Regions from separate parts of the Mus musculus genome. Here region 1 is linked to region 2. Evidence: chromatin contacts called from public Hi-C data. All regions are on one chromosome and are shown on one strand. Each heading gives the region's core, a stretch centred on a gene start, on an enhancer-like site or on the middle of the called end of the contact. The rest is flanking DNA. Distances are from core to core; before and after follow the strand shown. Region 1 overlaps Nup210l (nucleoporin 210-like). Region 2 holds the start of Nup210l (nucleoporin 210-like).

Region 1 (7,233 bases), core at 555-3,054, 92 kb before region 2:
AAAGAATGCCAAAGGTTAAGTTATATTCCAAATCTTTGTTGTTGTTGTTGTTGTTCTTGCTTGCTTATTTGTTGGTTTGTTTATTTTTGAGACAGGGTTTCTCTGTATAGCCTTGGCTGTCCTTGAACTTGGTCTTTAGACTAGGCTAGCCTTGAACTCAAGAGATCTGCCTGCCTCAGCCTCCTGAGTGCTGAGATTAAAGGCATATGTTATTATGTCCAGCTTTTAATTTTTAAAAAACTTTTTAAGTGTCTGTATGTATATGTATTACCTGCATGTATGTCTGTGTACCACACATGGCTGGTGCCCTCAGAGATCAGAAGACGGCATTTTTGGGTGTGGTAGTATATGCCTTTAATCTCAAATCCTAGCATTCTGGAAGCAGGTAGCTCTCTGAGTTCGAAGCCAGCTGGTTCACAGAGAGAGTGTTCTAGGAGGGCTAGGGCTACACAGAAAACTCTTGGCAAACAAAACAAAACAGCTAAAACTAAACCAAACCAAACTGAACCAAAACCAAAATACAAAACACAAAACAAAAAAATCAACAGAAGATGGTAATAGATTCCCTGGAATCCCAGTTATGGATGCTTGTGAGCCACCATGTGGGTGTTGGGAACCTCTCTTGTTGGCTCAAGACACCTCAAGATCAAGTAAATTCTCAGAACAAAGGAGATATATTTGTCTTAGAGAGACAGAGGGCAGGGAATAGAAGGAGAAGGGGGAAAGGGGGAAGGAAGATGGGAAGGGATTTTTTTTTCTTTTTTTGGTGGGGACAAAGGTCTGCCTCTGGATAGAGAGGAGACAGATGTAGCCCATAGATAAATGGCAGCTTATAAGGTAAAAGGGGAAACCCCTTGTTAGGATGACGTGTCTAATTTTAATTGGGCATGTGAATTAGGTTACCTAAAGAGGGCTTTTGATTGTTGAACTTCAATAATTTTATAGCTGGACCTTGGTAGTCAGCCTTAGGAAGTGGAAATGTCCAAATAAGGAGGAGGAAATGACCAAATAAGGGAATAGACCTTGGTGGCTAGCTTTAGTAATGCAATCTAACAGCTTTTTAAAAATTAATTAATTTATTTATTAATTTATTTATTTCAAAGCCGAAGGAATGGGAGAGAAGGACAAGGCCTGCCAGAGTCACATTTGCTTTGTTCAGGCTAGCATGAATCCCTTCAAACTGAACCTGGATGCTCTTAACTGCTGAGCCATCTCTCCATCCCCATTTTCTCTTTTGAGGTAGGATCTTATTGTGTATCCTTGGCTATCCTAAACTTGGTATGTAGACCAGGTGTGGCCTTGAATACACGAAGATCTGCCTACCTCTGACTCCCAAATCCTGGGATTAAAGGCATGCGCCACTACACCTGACACTGACTGGATTTCTAATCCTAACATGTAGGCCTCTGCTTCCTTATCCTTTGTAGTATGGACTTAGCTGTCTTTCAAAATTCCAGAATGCAAAACTGAAGGGTGGTTCTGGCACAAACCCAACTAAAAAGCCTTGCTTTTGGGGCCGGCAAGATGCTCAGAAGGAAAAGGAACTTGCTATGAAGCCTGATGACCTGAGTTAATTTTCAGGACCCACACGGTGGCAGAGAAGAGAAAACTAACTTTTGAAAGTTGTCCTCTGGCCTTCAGAAGTGCATCATGACACCTCCACCCATGTCCCACCCCCTCTCATAAATGTTAAATAACATTTGCTTCATCCAATTGTGGAATTATAATTTTTATTACTGACTCTGAAGCAAGCTTAGCTCACAGGCTAAGATTATCCACTGGTCATTGCAGGTCACCTCCAAGGCTGGATAATTTGACCTTGGTGATTAAAGCTAGCTTTGTAACTGGTATAAAGCATGCAGTGCATGTTAGAGTCAAATCCAGTGCTGTCTGCACGCTGAACTCTGCATAGTCCCAGAAAAGAGGCTAGAGCTGTCTTTTGCTACTTTGTGGATTCTTTTTTCTTCTACCCCTCTACACCTCTTTTTCTACCTTTTAACCCCCCCCCCAACACTAGGTAGAGAAAAAAGGGTAGAGAGGAAAGGAGGCAATGTTATCATTAGACTACTTCCTGCTGATCTTCGCTGTCGGGATATCTGATTTCTTTTTTCTTCTTTGTGCATAACTACTTAACAAACCCTGGCCAGCAGCAATCAACCACCAACTCCTCCTCTACCTCTTGGGGCTCTATCACATATTACCCTCTGAAAAGTTCCCAGAATTCCAAATGTCACTCAATTGCAGAAACTATTTGTCACTGGCAAAATCACACCCTTGCAAACCATAGTCAGCTGCTATGGACAATCTGAACCAGCACCATAGCCCACGACTGGGATACAATGAAAATATACTCCTATAACATTTTTGTGTTTTTCAAAGAAACCAAAATTCTCACTATAAGAGGCCAAAGCCAAAGCTCTACACCATCCAGCCAGTCAGACAAGGATGTCTACAGGAACTCCTTCCTGGGAAGTCACAAATAACTGTTTTTTGCTCTCCTCTTCTAGGACGCCAGTGACTAAACAAATCAAAATCCTACTTGGGATGTGCAGCTACTAATGTAGCTGCACAGATGTGGTCCCTCCCCCAGGGAGCCTTTGGCACTGTCTGTACTTTAGCACCTCCTAAGACTAGGAGGTTGTATGCAATTAGGGCAGAATTACAAACAACTAACTGTGAGGTCCCAAGAGTGAGGCTCCAATGACCCCCTCTAGCACTTTCTTCTAATGAGGCAACATTCCAATGAAAAAGTCTGACGTAGGGGTTTCCTAGGAGTCCCACTGCTCTGATACAAACGATGGCTGTATGCTTAGAGAACAGTGCTCCACAACAGATGACTTGTGGCAATACGTACCACTTTCAGTTGTACTGTCTGTAAAGCCAAAAAATTAACATTGCCTAGCCAAGGAGAGATTTACTTTTTATTTTTGGATGCTAGGGATTGAACCCAAGGAATAATTTTCTATCATTTTTATTGAACTTAATAAAACTTCCTTGCAATAGAAATGTTTTGCAGGTCAAGATAGTTTAGGGATAGCAAATGGTTTGGCTAGGATAGTGCAAGTGCTTGCTCTGCAAGCCTCATGACCTGAATTTTTTTTTTTAAGATTTATTTATTTATTATATGTAAGTACACTGTAGCTGTCCTCAGATACTCCAGAAGAGGGCATCAGATCTCATTATGGATGGTTGTGAGCCACCATGTGGTTGCTGGGATTTAAACTCGGGACCTTCGGAAGAGCAGGCAGCGCTCTTAACCACTGAGCCATCTCGCCAGCCCCTCATGACCTGAATTTGATCCCTGAGTTCCCTGTGGAAGGAAGAACCAACCCCACCAAGTTGTCCTCTGACCTTCACATGTGTGCCGGGCCATATACACCATACATTCAATGAGTGCATGCACGAACTTGGGCTCCATAAACTTACCACAGTAATCGATCAGACATTGGATTAGTGCTTGCCTTGATTGTTGCCTCATGGAACAGTGTGTGTGTGTGTGTGTGTGTGTGTGTGTATACTTGGTTCCCAAAACTAAAACCCCATTGATTTTTTCTTTTATTATTATAATTTTAAATATTTGTATACTTTTAAATTTTGTATATGAATGTTTTGCCTACATGCACATATGTACACTACATATATGCCTGTTTCCAATGGAGGTAGGAGGAGGGAGTTACAGACGGTTGTGAGCCACCATGTGGGCACTGGGAATTGAACTCAGGTCCTATTAAGAATAAGAAGTGTTCTTTAAAAAAAAAGTGCTCTTAATCATGGAGCTATCTTTCTATTCCAGCTTTTATATTTATATTTTATTTTATTTAGTTTTTAGAGACAGGATTTCTCTGTGTAGCCTTGGCTGTACTGGAATTCACTTTGTAGACCAGAGTGGCCTTGAACTCATAGAGATCCGCCTACCTTTGCCTCCCGAGTGCAGGGATCAAAGGTGTGTGCCACCAGCCTGGCACTTTTATTAATTTTAACCTAGAAGTTACTTACCTTCCTTCAGAAGATGAGATGAACACAAAGTACCCCAGATTATCTACATTATAGAATATAAAGTTGTGTTCAGTAGACAGCTGATAAGTGCTACTAGTCAACTTTAATTGGTTATTGAGAAAAATGGTCATTCAGCTAGAATGCCCAATAATGAAATGCTCTAAACCATCAGATAGCTCAGCAGGCAAGGGCTCCTGCCACTAACCTGAGTCCAATCCCTGGGGTCCAAGTCCCCCAACTTGTTCTTGTCCCCACACACAAATACATAAATGTCCTTAGAAACAAAATAAATAAATACTTTTTGGGGTGCTGGAGGGACAGGGTCTCATTATATAGCCCTAGCTAATCTGGAACAGGTTATACGGATCAGACTGGCCTCAAGCTCACAGAGATCCACTTTCCTCTGCCTCCCTAGTGCTGGGAATAAAGGTGTGCACCACCCCACTCAACAGAACTGTCTTCTGCTTGTGGTTAAGGAGACATATACCCACCATGCTGATTGACAAGCTGAGTGCTGAAGCAGATGACATCTCCAACAAAGATAAGCTTGGTGTCTGGCTCAATGGCATGTTCTACAGCAACAGGGATGTAGTCTGCCATGCCAGGATGTCTTTGGTCCCAAAGCCCCACAACTGTCACTCCTTTATTCACAGCCTGGGCCATATATGTATAGTTTCTGTTTCCTGGTCCAATAAGCAGCAAGTCATCTCTGAAGGCAGACACGAAAGGCAGAAGTGTCAGAAAAGAGCAGCTGAGCATCCATTCGGGGATGGGATGTTGGGCCAGCATGCAGAAGGCCCAGCTGCCAGCAGAAAGCAGTTTGGTGTATATAGTGAATACTAGGCTAGCCAGAAATACAAAGCAAGATCCTGTCCCAAACAAATGAACAATTCTTATAGAGAGATACTACATAGGAAAAGATCGAGGGGGAGAGAACCTACCATAAGTTTGTTTCAAAGTTCTTATTAATTGTCTCTCTGTATGTGATGGGCATGATAGTCAGAGGACAATTTTTAGGGCATTCTGTCCTTTCACTATGTGGGACCTGGAAATAGAATTTAGGTCATCAGGCTTGGCAGCCAGTGCCTTGCTGAGCCACCTCATTGAGAGAGGGTCCCAGGTAATCCAGGCTCTCCTTGATCTTGTATGTAGCTCAGGATGACCTCAAATTTCTGATCCTCCTGCCTCCACCTCCCAAATTCTAGGATTGTAGGTATGGGCTGCCTAAGTGCTGGGATTAAAGACACACTTGGCTCTTGCTAATAAAGGTTCTTTGTTTTGTTTTTAAAGACAGGGTCTTACTATGCAGCCCCAGCTGTCCTGGAACTTGCTATCCAAATCAGGCTGGCTTCGGGCTCACAGCAGGCTGGCTGCCTGCTTCTGCCTCCTGAATGCTGGGATTAAAGGTTTTCAATACCACATCTTGTCACAATAAAACTTTTTTTTTTGTATTGTTTTGAGACAGTTTCATATAGTATAGGCTAGCCTCAAACTTCTGTGTAGTTGAGAATATCACAGTATTCCTGATCCTCCTGCCTCCATCTCTCAAGAAATGTCCTGGGATTATGGGAGTGTCATAACATCTGGCTTGAGTCAAGCTGTCTATTTTATTTTAAATGAAAGATTTATTAGGGACAACAAGAAACAGTTCCTGAGTGTGAGGGGCTCCAAGAAGGAATGCACTGAGAGGCTCTCGATAATAACAGGTAGTTCCTGTGTACATTTTGTTAATTAACACTTGAAGATTCAAAATCTACTCCACACTTTCTTAATTAACAGCATCGTTTTGTTTTTGAAACAAGGTCTCACTATAGAGCCCTAGGAAGCACTGGCCTTGCTATGTAGACCAGGCTGGCCTGTTTCTGCCTACAGAGTGCTGGGATCAAGGGCTGACAATATTCTCTCAAAAATACCGTTATATTTGTGTGTGTGTGTGTGTGTGTGTGTGTGTGTGTGTGGCCACACACAGAGGCTGAAGAGAACACTGGATCCCCTGGAACTGGAGTTACATGTGGTTGGGACTTTCCTGATGTGGATGCTAGGGAACTGAATTCAGTTCTCTGCAAGTACCGTAAGCACTCTGAGCTGCTGAGCCATCTCTCTAGCCAATTTGAACTGCCTTATCTCATGGCAATCCTCCTGTGTCATCCTTCTAAGTACTGTGATTACAGGCATCAAGCCCAGCTGAGGACACTCTTTAATTGGTTCTGGCTCTTGTGTGTGTGTGTGTGTGTGTGTGTGTGTGTGTGTGTGTGTTGCTGAGAACAAACCATTGCTTTGCACGTATTAGGAGTGTTCTACCTCTAAGCTATATTTCTAGTCATCTCAGCCTCCTGCACTTTAGAACAGGATTATACTCTGTAGCCCACGTTGGACTGGAACTCATTGCTAAGCATGGAGTCCATGCTTGCTCTGCTTGCTTTGACTCAGAGATTTCCCACTCCACATTCCTTATTCCAGGAATTCCACGCCTGTATTACCACCCGTGGCTCATTATTTTCATTCTGACAGAAGAAATCGAGGCCGGATTCCAAGCTCAGAGTGTAAGAGGAATCTGCTGAAACTGCCGCAGAACACTGAGTTAACTTGTCAGGTTTCTACTGCGCTGCCAACCACGCCCCCTTGACCTTCATACCTGTTCAGAGCCATATAAAGCCGAGTATTGTGGGTGTGGAATTTTTCTCCAATGTTATTATAAAACTCAACAATAAAGGTGAGAGACATGCCCAAAGGAAAGGCTGACAGGGTCCTTCCTTGTGCTGTGTATAGCTTGGGGTAGCTGCTCAATCGAAGGTAAGTCACTGGTGCTACCTATGGGAGACAAAACCCACTAGTACAGAGAATGCCACTGGCGAAGAGCTGCTATCACACTCTAGAATCTATAACCGAGGCCACAAGCCTTGAGGGTATGTGTGGCATTGTGTAGAGATGAGAGGACAACTGTCTGGTGTTGGTCCCCTGCCTTCCTATCTTGACCAGGCCTCCTGACTGCCATTTAAGCCAGGCTAGTAGTCTCTTGAGTTCCTGCAGTTTCTCTGGTCTTTGCCTCCCACTTCTTGTAGGCCCGCCGGGATTACAGATGCTTGCACTATTTATTGCATCTGGCTCTTCTATGGGTTCTGGGGATCTGAACTCAGGCTTGCGTGAATGCTGTACCCACTGAGCCATCTCCACAGCCCCAGTATTCCTTTGTAGGAAAGAGCTTTTGATTTGACATGCTTGTAGTGAAAGGAAATA
Region 2 (7,861 bases), core at 742-3,241:
GAAAAAAGAAAGAAAGAAAGGAAGAAAGAAAGAAAGAAAGAAAGAAAGGAAGGAAGGAAGGAAGGAAAAAAGAAAGAAAGATAAGAAAGAAAGAAAGAAAGAAAGAAAGAAAGAAAGAAAGAAAGAAAGAACTCACGCCAGGCAATGGTAGCTCACACCTTGAATCCTACCACTTTGAGGGCAGAGGTAGGCAGAACTCCGAATTCAAGGCCAGCCTGGTCTATGGTGCAAATTCCAGGACAGTTAGGGTTGCACAGAGAAACCCTGTCTCAAAAAAACAAAATATGGCTCGAGGGATGGCTCAGCAGTTAAGAGCACTGCCTGTTCTTCCAGAAGACCTAAGTTCAATTCCCAGCAACCACACGGTGACTCATAACCATTTGTAATGGGATCTGATGCCCTCTTCTGGTGTGTCTGAAGAAAGTGACAGTATACGCACATATATAAAAGAAAGAAAGGAAGGAAGGAAGGAAGGAAGGAAGGAAGAAAGAAAGAAAGAAAGAAAGAAAGAAAGAAAGAAAGAAAGAAAGAAAGAAAGAAAGAAAGAAAAGAGAGAGAGAAATACATGTATATATGTACACTAAGAAAATAGCACTGTGTGGGAAAATAGCACTGAGGCTGTGTTTGCAACAAGACAAAGCTTCCTCTTACCTTGGAAAATAATTCCCTGCAAACCTAGAAATGGAGCTGTTATCTCAAATGGAAAGTTGCCTACATTCTGAGACCAAACAAGAATACAAAATAATTACTAGCATCTTGGACGGATGGAAAGCTCTCAATACTAGAACAAATCCCGAATGATGAACATCACACTGGGTTGCCTACAAGACTAAGATCCTTATACTTCATGAGTGTAGAAGTTCTTGTACTCGGGAATAAAAACTTCAGTGTTTCTCATAGAGGGTAGGGAAAGGGCTAGGGATGTAGTTCCTAAGTAGAGGGCTGGCTAGCAGGCGCATCCAACTCTCCGATCTGCAAAGTTACAGGAAGGGGAAATCTCTTTCACTTAGAATAAATGTTCTGGTATCCAAGGGCTTCCTTTGGTTAAATTCCCTACAGTTCATGTAACCAGGTCACCCGCCACTGAGTTCTCTTATACTCAGGAAGTTGATAGTCGTTTTCCCAGAGTGGGCTACCCATCTTTTTTTTTTTTTTTTTTTTTGGTTTTTCGAGACAGGATTTCTCTTGTGTTGCCCTGGCTGTCCTGGAATTCACTCTGTAGACCAGGCTGGCCTCGAACTCAGAAATCCGCCCGCCTCTGCCTCCCGAGTGCTGGGATTAAAGGCGTGTGCCACCACGCCCATTTTAGACTACCCATCTTCCCACTTCAACTGAATCCCCTGGACAGTTGATCTGCTGGACAGGCAGATCGCGTCTCCATGCATGATGAATTGTGTCTTATTATTCTAGCTTGGTGGTTGTTGTCAGGGTCTCCTAACGTGGCTCTCACTTCACCTGATTCCGTTTCCATTATAAATCCTTCAAATTGGGGCAAATGAATGCCAGCAGTGTCTGTCTGACACGGGACTTGCCTATGCCAACAGATGTGTCTCAACAGGGAGGCAGAATTCCATCCTAGTTTTGTTTTGTTTTTTTGTTGTTGGTGGTGGTGGTTTTTGTTTTTTGTTTTCCTTAAAAAGCCTCACAACTTATTATATCCCACCCAAGGATGCCACATACAGGCCCCTCCACATGGTGAGACCACATCAGATTCCTGTAATCCTTTTCCTCTTCACTGTGGTGTCGAGATCTCTGCACCCGGTTCGCTCACCAGATGTAGCAGCCCCGCTGCGCCTCTAGCAAGAAGGGCACCCGGCCTGGCTCCCGGCTGAAAGGTAGTAACACTTGAGGCACATTGAGTTTGTTGGCCAGGGTCCCAATTAAAAACAGGAAGAAGAGGTGTGGAGCCAAGGAGAAAAGGAGCCCGAAGCTTCGGCGTCGCGGAGCCCCAAAGGCAATCATGGCGACTGCCTGGTCTCAGCTTCCCACTCAACTACAGGTGGCCAGCACCAACACCAACCAATCAGCAGCCACGACGTCAGCGGGGGTGGGGGGTGCCTTTCTTGCTAAGAATTGTGGGTACTTAAGTGCACCAAAAAGCTACTTTATAGAAATTTCGAGCAGAGACCCAAGGAGCCATTTTACTAAATATTTGAGGGTAGATTTTACTAGCAAAGAACCAGACAGAAAGGTCTAAAAACTCAACCAGCCTCCCCATCTCAACTCCTCAACATTGTTGTCTATTGTTTGACTCTATTTTTATTTTTTAATAAAATAGGACAGAGAAACTAGGGCAAAACTTGTGGGTCGTGTATACAAAGGTCTGGGTTCAACCCCCACTATTAAATACAAGAAACAAGTTATTTAATTTTAAACATTGAAGTAATTTCCAGCCAAGTGTGACGGCGCACGCCTTTTATCCCAGCACTTAAGAGGCAGAGATAAGCCATCTCTGAGTTTGAGGCCAGCCTGGTCTACAGAGTTGCATTTCAGAACAGCCAGGGCTACACAGAGAAACCCTGTCTTATAAAAAAATAAAAGTAATTTCCAGTCAGCATTAGTCTAGGGTTCTAAATGGAAAAAAAAATTCATCTCTAGCATAAACAGCTGCCCTTTGTCAAGGCAAGTGTTATTTTTACTGGGAATCGGATTTATGTCCTGCTTCAAGGCCACAGTTCAGGTAGCGCCAGACAGGGGCCTCAGAAGCAACATGAAAAGCCATTGTCTCAAACAACCTGACTCAGCAAATGACCCCCTGGGAGCACTTGTTTTCTAGTAGGATGTGGTACCACACACCCATAATCTCAGTCATCAGGAGGCTGAGACAGGAGGATCAAGTCTAGTTTAAAAAAAATAACACCCTCTCCATTCAGTTCACTGGTGTCCAGTGAATTCCTTGTCATACAAGAATGATGACTTGAGCTCCCAGCACCCAAAATAAAAAAGAGGGCACAGCATGGCCCTCATCCCAGCACACTGGGGTGGCAAATACAGAAGGAGCTTGAGTGTCATCAGCCAGTCTAGCTGACTCTGTGAACACCAAACTCAGTGAGAACCCCCTGCCTCGAGGAGAGAAAACTGATTGAGGAAGATACCATGAAATCCCCTTCCTACACAGAGCATAAACAAATCTAAAAAACCCTGTTTTCTCCAAGTACTCAAAAGAATATTCAGGAGTGTGAGTAGCATTGTCTTAAGGAGGCTAAGCCCATGGAGTTCATAAGGTTGTGATGATGACAAGTGTGTACTTCAGTCTGTTAGATCATGTGATGTCTCCACGTTGCCTCCATTCTCTAAGTGATGGCACTTAAAGATTGAAACTGGACATACTTCCACCCTGACTTTAACATCCGGGTGTGCATGTGGCTACACATGTTGGTACCTGCATGCCACTGCATGAGTGTAGCCATCAGAAGCTGACCAGCAAGAATCAGTCTTTTCACTGTGTAGACCAAACTCAGGTCGTTAGGCTTGGCCGGCAGGTGCCTTGAACCACTGAGCCATCTCACCAGCTACCCGTGATTAGAGGCTGTTTCACTTTATAGTCCAGGCTGATCTGGAATTTATTATGCAGCCCAGAATGGCCTCATCTTTGTAGTAATCCCATCTTGGCCCTGATCGCCCCACCCTTGCTGGAATTACAGCAATCAGCCTTCATGTCTGGCACACCCAGGAATTTAAGTGCAGGGAGTCAAGGGTGCACACCTTTTAACCCCAGCACTCAGTATGCAAAGGCAAGCTGTTCTGAGTGCTAGGCCTGCCAGGTCTATGTAGTGAGTTCCAAGACAGCCAGGACTACATGGAGAAACTGTCTCAAAAACAAAAACCAAACCAAACCAAACCAAACCAAACCAAAAAACAGTAACAATGTTTATAAGAGAAATACTTTAAAGCTACACATGGGGCTGGAAAGATGGCTGAGCGGTTAAAAGCACTGATTGCTCTTCCAGAGGTCCTGAGTTCAATTCCCAGGAACCACATAGTGGCTCACAACCATCTGTAATGGTGACCCGGTGCCCTCTTCTGGTGTGTCTGAAGATAGTGACAGTGTACTATCACTATTTATTTCATGAACTCACATACATGAAATAAATAGATCTTAAAAAAAAAAAAAAAGCAACAGTAAAGCTACACACGGTAGCTTGTCCCTTTAACTCCAGAAGCTGGAAAGCCAACAGGTAAATCTGAGTTTGACACCCTAGTTTACATTAGGTACTAGGCTAGCCAGAGCTATGTACTCAAACTATCTCAAAACAGAAAATGAAAGTAAAAGTGCTTATGTAGAAGACAGAAACCAACCCTATATACTTCACGCAAATGCTAATTTAAAAAAAAATTTTTTTTCAATATCCCAGAACTTGGGAAGCAGCAGAGGCAAGCAGAGCTCTTTTGAATTTGAGGGCAGTTTGTCTATATAGTGAGTTCTAGGATAGCCTGGCATAGAATCCCTGTCTCATTAAAAAATAAAATAAAAATCCTACTGCAGCCGGGCGTATTGGTGCACACCTTTAATCCCAGCACTTGGGAGGCAGCCTGGTCTACAGAGTGAGTTCCAGGACAGCCAAGGCTACACAGAGAAACCCTGTCTGGGGGTGGGGTGGGGGTGGATCCTACTGTATTTGTGAGCTTTTTTAAGTACAGAAGCCCTCAGATCCCCTGGAACTGGAATCATTGGGGGCAAAGCCAGTGCTCGCCCCGGCAGAAGCAGGTGTTCCCAATCCCCAAGGCACCTCTCCAGGACTCCATCATTTTTGGAGACAGGTCTCTTTTTTTTTTTCCCCAAGACATGGTTTCTCTGTGTAGCCCTGGCTGTCCTGAAACTACTACATAAACCAGGCTGGCCTCTGCCTCCTGAGTGCTGGGACTCAAGGTGTACAGTGCCATGTCCAAGCGTTTGAGGGTCTGAACTGAACTTGAAGTTTATTGAGTGGCTAACTGGCTGGTGAGTAAGCTCGGGGGATGCTCCTGTCTAGTCTAGTGGGCTGGGACTACAGACCGTGTGCTGTGCTTAGTCTTTATATGGGTGCTGGAAACCTAACTCAGTCTTGGTGCTTGGGTGATCACTTTACCAAGGGTGCTACCTCCTAAACCCCACAGGCAGATTCTGAACCCATGCTATTTTTGTGTGCTCTATGTTAAGTCTGTCCGCTGTCAGCCACAAAGACTGCCAACAGGGTCCGTAAACCGTGGAGAAAGCGCACCTCGTTTAACAAAGTCAAGCCGGTCTGATCGTGGAGGGACTGGTTCTTTATTTCAAAATGTCACTTATCGATATTCAGTATCAAAACAGTTGCACTGCGGGGTTCTCTTTCTCCGGTCGGTCGGTCGGAGGAGAGTACAAACAAGCCAGGAATCTGCAGGGTGCCCACCTAACAGGCCGAGAAGAAACCACCTGAACATGGCAATTGGGTGGGGACACTTGAAAGATCAGCACACCACTAGCTCACAGACTGCAAAGAATTCTCACAGTCAATGGCTTGGCCAAGCTAACCCAACCCCCCAAAAACAAAACTTCAAAATAATATAAAATTTAAAAAGTTTTTTTTTTGTTTTTTGTTTTTTTACACATAAGCTATTCAAGATTTCTCCAGCACTGACTGATACAAAGCACAATGAGATGGCACTTTAGAGACCGCAGCTTCAGGAGAGGGCGATGAGATGATGTTCATGTGGCTAAATCAGTGGCACAAACATAATTTTCCTTTCTCTGTCTCCCTTGGGGGCAGGTGACCTCTAAGAGGTCTCCACAACACTAAGGGGCGGCATGATCCATCTTTGAGCAGTTAGGAAAGGGGTAGAGCTGCGATAAGTTTGGGCTCAGGGCTGGGGCTGAACGGTAGCACGCTTGCCTAACTAACATGCATGAGGCCCTGGGAGGTGGGGCTGTCTCAGACGTCTCATTGTCTTATTTGGTCACATCTGATGGAAAAAGTAAAAAATAAAAATAAGTGTAAAATTGTTCAAAGACACCAAAGCTGAAAACCTTCACAGCCCAGAACAGTTTTTGTTTTTGGCTAACTTCCTAGAATCCCCCTGTTGTTTGGCTAAGAGTTGGTGCAGAGCACTGAGGTCTCCCACAGTGGAGCCTGCCTGGGCTCTGCTGGCTCTCAGGAAGGCAGGCCCAATCCTGGGTTTCTCCTCCATGGCGAGACAGTATCCATTAGGCTAAAATGTGCTGCTCCAAGCGGCAGAAGTGCTTGGAATGTTAAAAATGGTTGCTAAGACAGAAAGTAATCACAATGTGCGTATCACAACTGCATTGAAGACACTGCGTTGTGCTCACATTCCCTTAAATATTGTTCCCAAAGGTGTTCAGCCCCTCCAACTGGAACTCTGGGAAAAGGCTGACACAGTTTTGTGAAAAAGACAAGAGGGGTAGTAAAAGGGGGTGGCAGGAGGGAAAGCAGCCTTCAGTTAAAAAGATCAGCCCTCAGTTTCAAGGTCAGCTTCAGGGAGGCTGGCCTCTGGCGGAGTCAAGGTCAGAGGGAGGAATGGCCGCGGGGCAGGGATGGGGAGGTCTACATCTCGTTCAGGTCCAGCAGGGTCTGGTCCAGCATCCTTTGTGTACAGAGATGCTCCTCTTTGGTGCACTTCAGTTTATCTAGTGGAAATAAAGAAGAGAAGTTAAGCAAAGGTCCAAGTTCTGAGACTTGCTCCAGTTGCAAGGAAGGTACAGAAGGCAGCTACTGCACACCTGGGTTCTGTGGGGTCTCTGGCTTGCCTACTGAAGCCAAAGAGTTTCTCTCCTGCCCGGGGGAGGGAGCTCAGCTTATCCGCCATTTCATCTCCCTCCCACAGGCAACCAAAAGGCATTATTCAGCTTTCGGTCCCAGAAGGATCCGGTTGAAAGCACCAGGCGCCCACCCACCGGGTCTGTTCACAGGTCAATACCTATTTGAAATGCCACAGTAGAGTGTGACCACTCCAGACAAGGACAAAGATCAAAATCTCAAGTAAAGGGCACAGGATCCTCCTACAGTAGGTACTTTCTTCAGAGTGAAGAGGACAGGAGTCCTCAGGTCAAGGAGAATAAATACGACCCAGACGCATTCTTGTCAGTAAAGCCCCACTGAGATTTTAGCAAAGTTATCAACAGAGCTGACTCGGAGAGTGACTTACAATTAAACACAAAAGCAGCAAGAAGGAAAACTATCAGGAAGAAAGCCTGGTGGCAGGACACCAAGCATTAACCTGCCTAGCAAGTAAACCGCAGAGCTTCAGGGAAGGGAAGAAAAAGGCCCAAGTCAGGCCCCTTTTCATACCACACACCCTTCTTGCCCATCCCTGTTTCCACCCAGTCACAGGAGCCCAACCCTGGGCCTGCAGATGAAGCAGTTACAACGTCTTGTCAAGTCAGTGCTTTTATTGTTAGAAAATATCCATGCACGAGAGCAAGCCCTACAGTCAGTGTACAGGTGAGAAGGCTGCAGCTAAGGGCTTCCAAGTTCCGCACTAAATCTCCCAGGCCCCTTCTTCATCACCCACAAGCTCTTCTAGAATAGAAATAGCCACTGCAACTTGGTGGGGGCTGCCAGGAAATCAACGGTAGTCTAGCTGCCCTCATTAAAAAAGCAACTTGCTTAGGGCGAACAGTAACGGTTTAAAAGGCAATCAGCTTTTTGCTGGGTCCAGGTCAGTGGTGTGGGTTTACTGGGCATCAGGGAGCCCTGCCCGTCAGTCACAAAGACCATGCAGCGTTAGCTTCAGCTCATTAGAAAGCAGGCGGTTTCGCTCAAGTTGGCTGTAGAGACGCTCTGCAGCAGCAACAGAGAGGGGAAGAGGAAAGGAGAACAGGAGGAGAGAGAGAAAAGGGGAGGTTAGTAGAAGGCAGAGGCAAATGTCTTTCACCTAGCTGGTCTAT

Evidence for each region. A called contact is a pair of places that touch in the nucleus more often than the background predicts.
Region 1: a Hi-C map of Sertoli cells shows a contact between it and region 2, with 2.4 times the contacts expected there. The contact joins the enhancer-like site here to the promoter of Nup210l in region 2. A contact is called at or near these places in 7 of 39 promoter capture datasets (the 3T3-L1 cell line, the C10 cell line, cranial neural crest and 4 more), 2 of 15 datasets of contacts at CTCF or cohesin (large pre-B cells and pro-B cells), 44 of 484 Hi-C or Micro-C datasets (the 63-12 cell line, B cells, the C10 cell line and 27 more), 6 of 115 datasets of contacts at active chromatin or transcription factors (bone marrow-derived dendritic cells, embryonic stem cells and pro-B cells) and 5 of 9 other capture datasets (adipose tissue, embryonic stem cells, liver and 2 more).

What each region holds. Positions count from the first base shown.
Region 1 is chr3:90,190,427-90,197,659 of GRCm38.p6, reverse strand. Nup210l (nucleoporin 210-like) reads right to left here. Exons shown (of 40, transcript NM_029937.2): 31 at 6,632-6,807; 32 at 4,488-4,705. Among named protein-coding and RNA genes, the nearest start is that of Gm24185, 4.6 kb to the left of the region's middle. Within about 2 kb of position 1,804, at least 13 of the 459 cell types and tissues checked have an H3K27ac peak or open chromatin away from gene starts, as enhancers often do. A contact at or near this core is called in Sertoli cells and granulosa cells, where this site is marked.
Region 2 is chr3:90,098,268-90,106,128 of GRCm38.p6, reverse strand. Nup210l (nucleoporin 210-like) reads right to left here and starts at 1,991. Exons shown (of 40, transcript NM_029937.2): 1 at 1,772-1,991. The coding sequence starts at 1,962. It also overlaps a transcript of Tpm3 not described here.